2 separate regions of the Rattus norvegicus genome follow, and region 1 is linked to region 2. The links are chromatin contacts, called in public Hi-C maps. All regions are on one chromosome and are shown on one strand. Each heading gives the region's core, a stretch centred on a gene start, on an enhancer-like site or on the middle of the called end of the contact. The rest is flanking DNA. Distances are from core to core; before and after follow the strand shown.

Region 1 (3,239 bases), core at 627-3,126, 81 kb before region 2:
TCCTTCCTAAGAAGGAAGAGGACCGATGTTTGGAGCTTAGACTCTAGGTACTTCTCCCAGAGTCCTCTGAACTTTATGCATATGTTTCACTCATGTGACATGGACCCCCCGGCCCTCCAACCCCATGGCCTTCCTTAAATCCTCAAAAGATCTACAACTTACAGCCAGTTAGACCTGCTGCCCTAAGGAATGATTGAGTTGGGCTGGAGAGGTGGCTCAGAGGTTAAGAGCACTTGGCTGTTCTTCCATGGGTTGACCTGTAGGCATACATGCAGGCAGAACACTGTACATCTAACAAATAAACCCGATTGAGTGATTTAACTGAATGATTGGGTTGTCTGGGTGTGGGCAGCCAGCCAGCTATTCCCATCCTCTAGTCCTGTGTTAAGGGTTGACTGGGTTGATCATTTCCATTCATTGTTTATGAAATGCCCCCTGTACTAAATAGAGAGCAGTGAAAAAGCCAACAAAAATCTCTGCCCTGTGGAGCTTAAAGACAGACAGATAATTGGAACCACACTACCGTCTCCCCAGAACCCAACGCCAACTAAGAGAACAAAACCCACCCCAAGCAATCTAGGTATAATATACAGCACTCCATTGTTAGTGATGGATTTTATGAAGAAAAACAGTAACTTCAAGTAAAGTGCTAAGAGTTTAGTGGTGTGTTATTTAATGTATGGTTCCCTAAGATCTGAAGAATGCTGGAGGGGGAGCCTGGCTTACTTGGAAGAAAAGTGTTGTAGGTAGAGGACATAGCAGAGTCCTGAAAGAACAGCGCCTCTGAAAACCAGGAGTGAGTACATGCTGCCAGCCATACAGAGACACAGTGCAGTTACTGGTGTACAAGTCAAATCGTATAAACATTGCCCTGTTTGTGTAGTTAAGCCAGCGGAGATGGAGGGGGTCCGGTGCAGGGGTCAGCTGCAGCCCACTCCTGGCTTCATGGCAGCTTGCAGGCAGCTCTGCATTGGAGGCTATGGTAACAGGGCTCCTCTCCTGCAGGCCACAGAGATGCTGGTTCATAATGCCCAGAACCTCATGCAGTCTGTGAAAGAGACTGTGCGAGAGGCCGAAGCTGCTTCAATCAAGATTCGAACAGACGCCGGATTTACTCTGCGCTGGGTCAGAAAGACTCCCTGGTACCAGTAGGCACCTGGTCAGACCTGGCTGGTACACAGACCTCTGCTAATGAGGAGGTGACCATCTTGAGCTTCAGAAGCCATTCAGAGTTGCCAGGGGTGGAAAATCAATCCCTGGTTTCACACACCAGAAAGGAATGGGGCCTCTTCACATAGAAAAAACATTTATACTCTTGTCATGGACACTTTGAAGTGTCTCTCTACAAACCCTGTACTTTCAGTTACTCTGTGCACTCTCCCAAGGATTTTACATAAGCTCAGAATAAGCGTGAACACTAGCAGGAAGCCCTGCTCTGCCCTGGGACATTTCTCTCTGTGTTTATGGTTCACTGGCTGCCTTTCCCCCCTTTAGGCTCTCGAGACCTAGAACTGAGGCGAGTCAGTAAATAACTGTGCTTCCAAAGTGATTTTGGGTTTCCCCTTTGCTGCTGACCCTGCCCATCTTCCCTGGGCTGTGCATCACTGCTGCAGGAAAAGGTGGTCTCTGGGGAGTTCCAGCTTGCACAGCCTGGATCCATTTCCCACTTTCTCCCCATGTATTCCTAGTTCCGCACAATGGAAAACCAACTTTCACTGTTAGGAGGAAATCACTCTTCTGTCTTTACCATGCCCCTCACTAGTATGTGTTATGGAAACTTCCCTTCTCACATCCTGCCTTGCTTGGTTGCCAAGGTAACCATCATGTAAACACACTGGTGCTCTCTGCCACTGAGGGGGCAGAGTAGCTGGGTGTGATCCTGCCCATCCTCCCAGTGGGGCCACTCCCAGGTTTTCTATGCTTGTCACTGCCAGTAGAGGTCTGTGCTGAGGCCTTAGCATTCATCCTTAGCTTTTACTTTCTTTTTTAATTTCTGAGCTGAAATGCTGCATTTACTTTTAACCAAATCATCCTAGGCTTGGGCAGTCTTCCTCTATGTGCTTCTTAAACAAGACTTTAAAGATCATAGGTGTGTGTGTCTGCAATCTCTCCATCCCCCACTTTTTTTTTTTTTTTTTTTTTAATTTTGAGACTGGGTCTCTCTATGTTGTCCAGGCTAGTCTTGAACTTCTGGATTCAAGTCATCTACTTGTGTCAGCCTCTTAGCTCCTACCACCACACTTGACTTTGCTTGTAACTTTGAAAAGTCCATTCAAAATTAAGCTCTTAAGAGACTGAATGGAAAGGCAATTTTGTCTGAAGGATATTTCCTATGTAAGGGAGAATAGCATTTGCAGAATATAATTCTGGTGCTGCTAGGGAAAAATCAGTAGGAAGTTATAGTTCCCAGTTGCTTTTAACCAACTACAACCTTCTCTCAATATAAAGTATTCAAGAATAAAGAGTATGGTATCTACTTATCAGAAAGGCATGTTTCCTATTGGGCAAAGTTAGTGAAAAAGTGACTTTACTCATTTTTGCATTTACCTCGGCTGTATAAGCATTTCCTAGCGCATGGATGCTTCTTCCAGAAATCAAGAACCAGGTGAATACAGGACTAAGACCTTCCTGGATGTTCTTCCCACATCTAGTATGTTGACCCCAACACTGAACTTGCAAATCTTAAGTTGACCCTGAATACTCAGGCTTCCCCTATTTCCTTTCAGCTGATAACAGATTCTTTTGAAAGCTCTCAGCAGATCTGTATAGTTGCTTACCTGATATAAATGCATATCAATGCCTTTAAAGTATGAATCTATGCCAAAGATCATCTTTTGTTTTACTAAAGATTACTTAGAGGAATTAAGAAAAATGTTTGCTCTCCAAGTTCTTCCAGTTCTGGAGACATATGTCCGCCAGATGTGCTTTTCTCAAGTGTCAGTGCTCACAGTACAAGGAGGCAAAAGGAAACAGTCCCTGAACGACGTGTTAGAGATGCCACCACTAAAAACTACATTTATAAGCTAGGACTTACATGCAAATGTTTTCTGCCTCTTCTTTCGTTCTGTTTAAAACAATAAAGTACATTTATATGAATAATGCTCTAAATGAGGTTATTTTACTAACGACTTTATCCAATCCAGAAAGGAGTTAGACAGTAGTGTAGAACATAAGCGGGTCGGTGTGATAAAGGACAATCTTGGTAGCAATTCTGGCTAATGTATTCTAATACAGTAGAA
Region 2 (2,994 bases), core at 390-2,889:
AGCTTTGTAGAGCAGACTGGCCCCAAACTGACAGAGATCCGCCTGCTTCTACCTCCCAAGCTCTGGGATCAAAGGTGTGCGCCACCATGCCCCGTGTTAGTACGGCATTTTTATCAGAATAATTTTATCTGTTCTTTATTGGCGAGTATTGGCAGTTGGGTGACTTTACTTTGACTTGTTTTCTATCATGTAGGGTTTTTTTTTGACCTCTGCACTAATGAAAACTCCCAATTGAGTATGAACAGAATCTTAAATTAAAAATTTATCAGCAGCTCCTCATGAAACGTGTTTACAAATAATGTCATTTGTGTCTTAAATTTAAATAGCTAAAATTCTCACAGAGAAAGTAGAAATGCTATTCGCCTTGGTTTGATTGGAATGCATTGTGTGCATGTATTGAGTTGTTAAAGTTTATGATGCCCATAAATATGAACAAGTACTTTATATCTACTAAAAAGAATAACCGAAATCTCTCTGTACTCAGGACCAGGGTTTTAAAAAATAAGAAATATAGATATGAAACAGTTTTTTGACTGAGAAGACAGCCCAGTGAATTCAGAGCTTGCCAAGCATGAGCACCTGACTGGGACTCTGGAACAAGTGGAACACAGTGTGTGCCTGTAGCCCAGAGCTTTGGCAGTGAGACGGAAGATACAGAGATAGCAGAGTTCCCCAAGGCCCGCGGGGCAGCAGGCTTGCTGTTTGCAGTGGTGTGTACCACAGAGAGTCACCCTGATCAAAACAAGGTGGATAGCACCTGAGCTTGACCCCCGACCTCCACGTTTTTGCTGTGGTATACATGCATTTGCACTTAGACACATGTAAAGTACATACATACACACATACACTTACACACTAAAACAAGACAGAAATCCCTAAAATGCAATTATATAATTAACAAGGCATGTATTATTCTCAAAAACACTATTATTGATTCGTATATTTCAAAATAACCTTGACAAATCATGATATAAAAAAAAATCTGTGGATACTTTACATTAGCTCACTTTCACCTACAGTTTCCCTGATTCAGTGATACAAGAGCTTCTGGTATACTGATGGTTGGCATTGCTGTATGTGGAGTAACTATGTTTTTATTAACAATAGCCCTAGTTTCTGAAATCTGATGAATCAGATTCCATAAACAGTCACTCATGCTTCCCCCAACCACTCCCTGGAAAACCCAGTTGCCACACAGGGAAAGATTTGGTCAGCAGTGACACTTGCTTCTCTAAGCAGACTTTTGCTTGTTTCTCCACTCTGAATGCTCCGCTCTAGGGGATGATTTTAAAGCTAGCGAGGAAAGCAATTATAGTTGTGGTGTGATTAATCCCAACCTCATGCTTGACTCTGAATAATCCCATAGTGAAACTGGCTGTTAGTTTTCTATGGATTGTTTTTACCCCATTGCCATCATAGTTTTATAAATGGAATAGCTTAAAATATGAAAAATGCCACTTTGATTCAATAAGTGTTCCCCCCCCCCCCCCGTGGTAGTTACTGTGTTTGAACATAACACATCAGGAAAGTGCCATGAGAGACAATTTAAAGAGTTTATTTTGGCTCAGAGACTTAGACTTTGGTCAGTCCAGGATGGCTGACTTCATCACTGTGGGACTGTGGCAAGACAGGGTGGCGGGTGCTGTTCTGGGAAACCAACAAGCCCAGATAGTGACAGAGATTTAGAGGACAAGAGATGAGAGAGAAGGAACAAGGGTGATGAGAGGAGGCAGTTATGAGATACTCCCTTTAAGAGCATATCACCTCCAGGGAGGCCTCAGATCTTCCTACTGTGTGTCACTTTTCAATAACATGGTTAAATTCCTAATCCGTTAGCAGGGCACTCTACAGATTAAGGCAGAGCTCCTGTGATTCCTTCATTTTCCAGAAGTCTCCCTTTTGAACACTGAGTTAAGGATGAAGCCTTTAACAAATGCTAGGTGCCAGGAACTTGCATTTTATATCTGAGCAATACCATCATACTAGGCACATATACCATCTATACTAGACATATATACCGTCACACTAGACATATATACCATCACACTAGGCATATATATATACCGTCACACTAGGCATATATACCATCACACTAGGCATATATACCGTCACACTAGACATATAGTTCTGTATATCTATCATAGCTCTATAAAGTTATCAAAAGAATGAAAGATACCAACTTCATTTGTAAACAGAGACTCAGGAATAGTTTGTCTTCTGTTTTTGAACATGCCTACATACCTGCAATGGTAAAAGATAGAACCATTTTTATTCACATTCATTTATAAACAAATAAATTTCTCATTGCTTGGAATATGAACGGTGTATTAAGATATGGTCAGGAGATTCGTGTAAGAAAAGGTAACAGTTGCAAAGTTATTAACAAATACGTATCTGTACTACTTTATAGAGATAGCCTAAAGGTGATTTTCCTCCTACTTTGCTATACTCTACAAAGCAGAGGAAGAAAAAGAGCTCTCTCTTCAAGGGACTTAGGTTTATTTGCTTGACTTTGAAAGACAGAATCTAAGCTAAAGCCCAATACCTATTTTGTCGTGCATAGGGTGAGTCCCAGGAATCAACCGATCTGTTACAGGTTAACACCCATTCATCACAGTGCTGGAGCAGAGACTGGTCTTCTGGTTCCCACTTAAACGCCGCCCCACCCCAACCCACCCCACCTTCTTTTTTTTGGTTCCACCAAAAAGCTCTTTAAGCAATATAGTAAGTTTGTTTTATTTACTTATTTTTAAAGGTTATTTTACTTTGTGTTTATAAGTGTTTTGTTAGTGTGTACCACACGTGTGCATGGTCCCGGTGGACCTGCAGTTGCAGATGGTTGTGAACTGCCATGTGGGTACTGGGACCAGACCCCAACCGATCCTCTGCAAGAGCACCAAGCCTTCTTACCTGCTGAGTCATCTGTGACCACAGTCATTTGAAAGAAGGTTAATGTCTGGTATAGTGACTGAGAAGAATGAACACACTATCTTG

What was found. Hi-C and Micro-C count contacts between places; a contact is called where the count stands out from the background.
Region 1: a Hi-C map of Schwann cells shows a contact between it and region 2, with 6 times the contacts expected there. The contact joins two enhancer-like sites. A contact is called at or near these places in 2 of 12 Hi-C or Micro-C datasets (the A7r5 cell line and Schwann cells).

What each region holds. Positions count from the first base shown.
Region 1 is chr15:3,314,963-3,318,201 of GRCr8, reverse strand. It overlaps Vcl (vinculin), which reads left to right. Exons shown (of 21, transcript NM_001107248.1): 21 at 1,006-3,133. The coding sequence ends at 1,152. Among named protein-coding and RNA genes, the nearest start is that of Ap3m1, 20 kb to the right of the region's middle. Within about 2 kb of position 1,876, at least 30 of the 93 cell types and tissues checked have an H3K27ac peak or open chromatin away from gene starts, as enhancers often do. A contact at or near this core is called in Schwann cells, where this site is marked.
Region 2 is chr15:3,234,211-3,237,204 of GRCr8, reverse strand. The region is part of intron 3 of Adk (adenosine kinase); the gene reads left to right. Among named protein-coding and RNA genes, the nearest start is that of Adk, 60 kb to the left of the region's middle. Within about 2 kb of position 1,639, at least 12 of the 93 cell types and tissues checked have an H3K27ac peak or open chromatin away from gene starts, as enhancers often do. A contact at or near this core is called in Schwann cells, where this site is marked.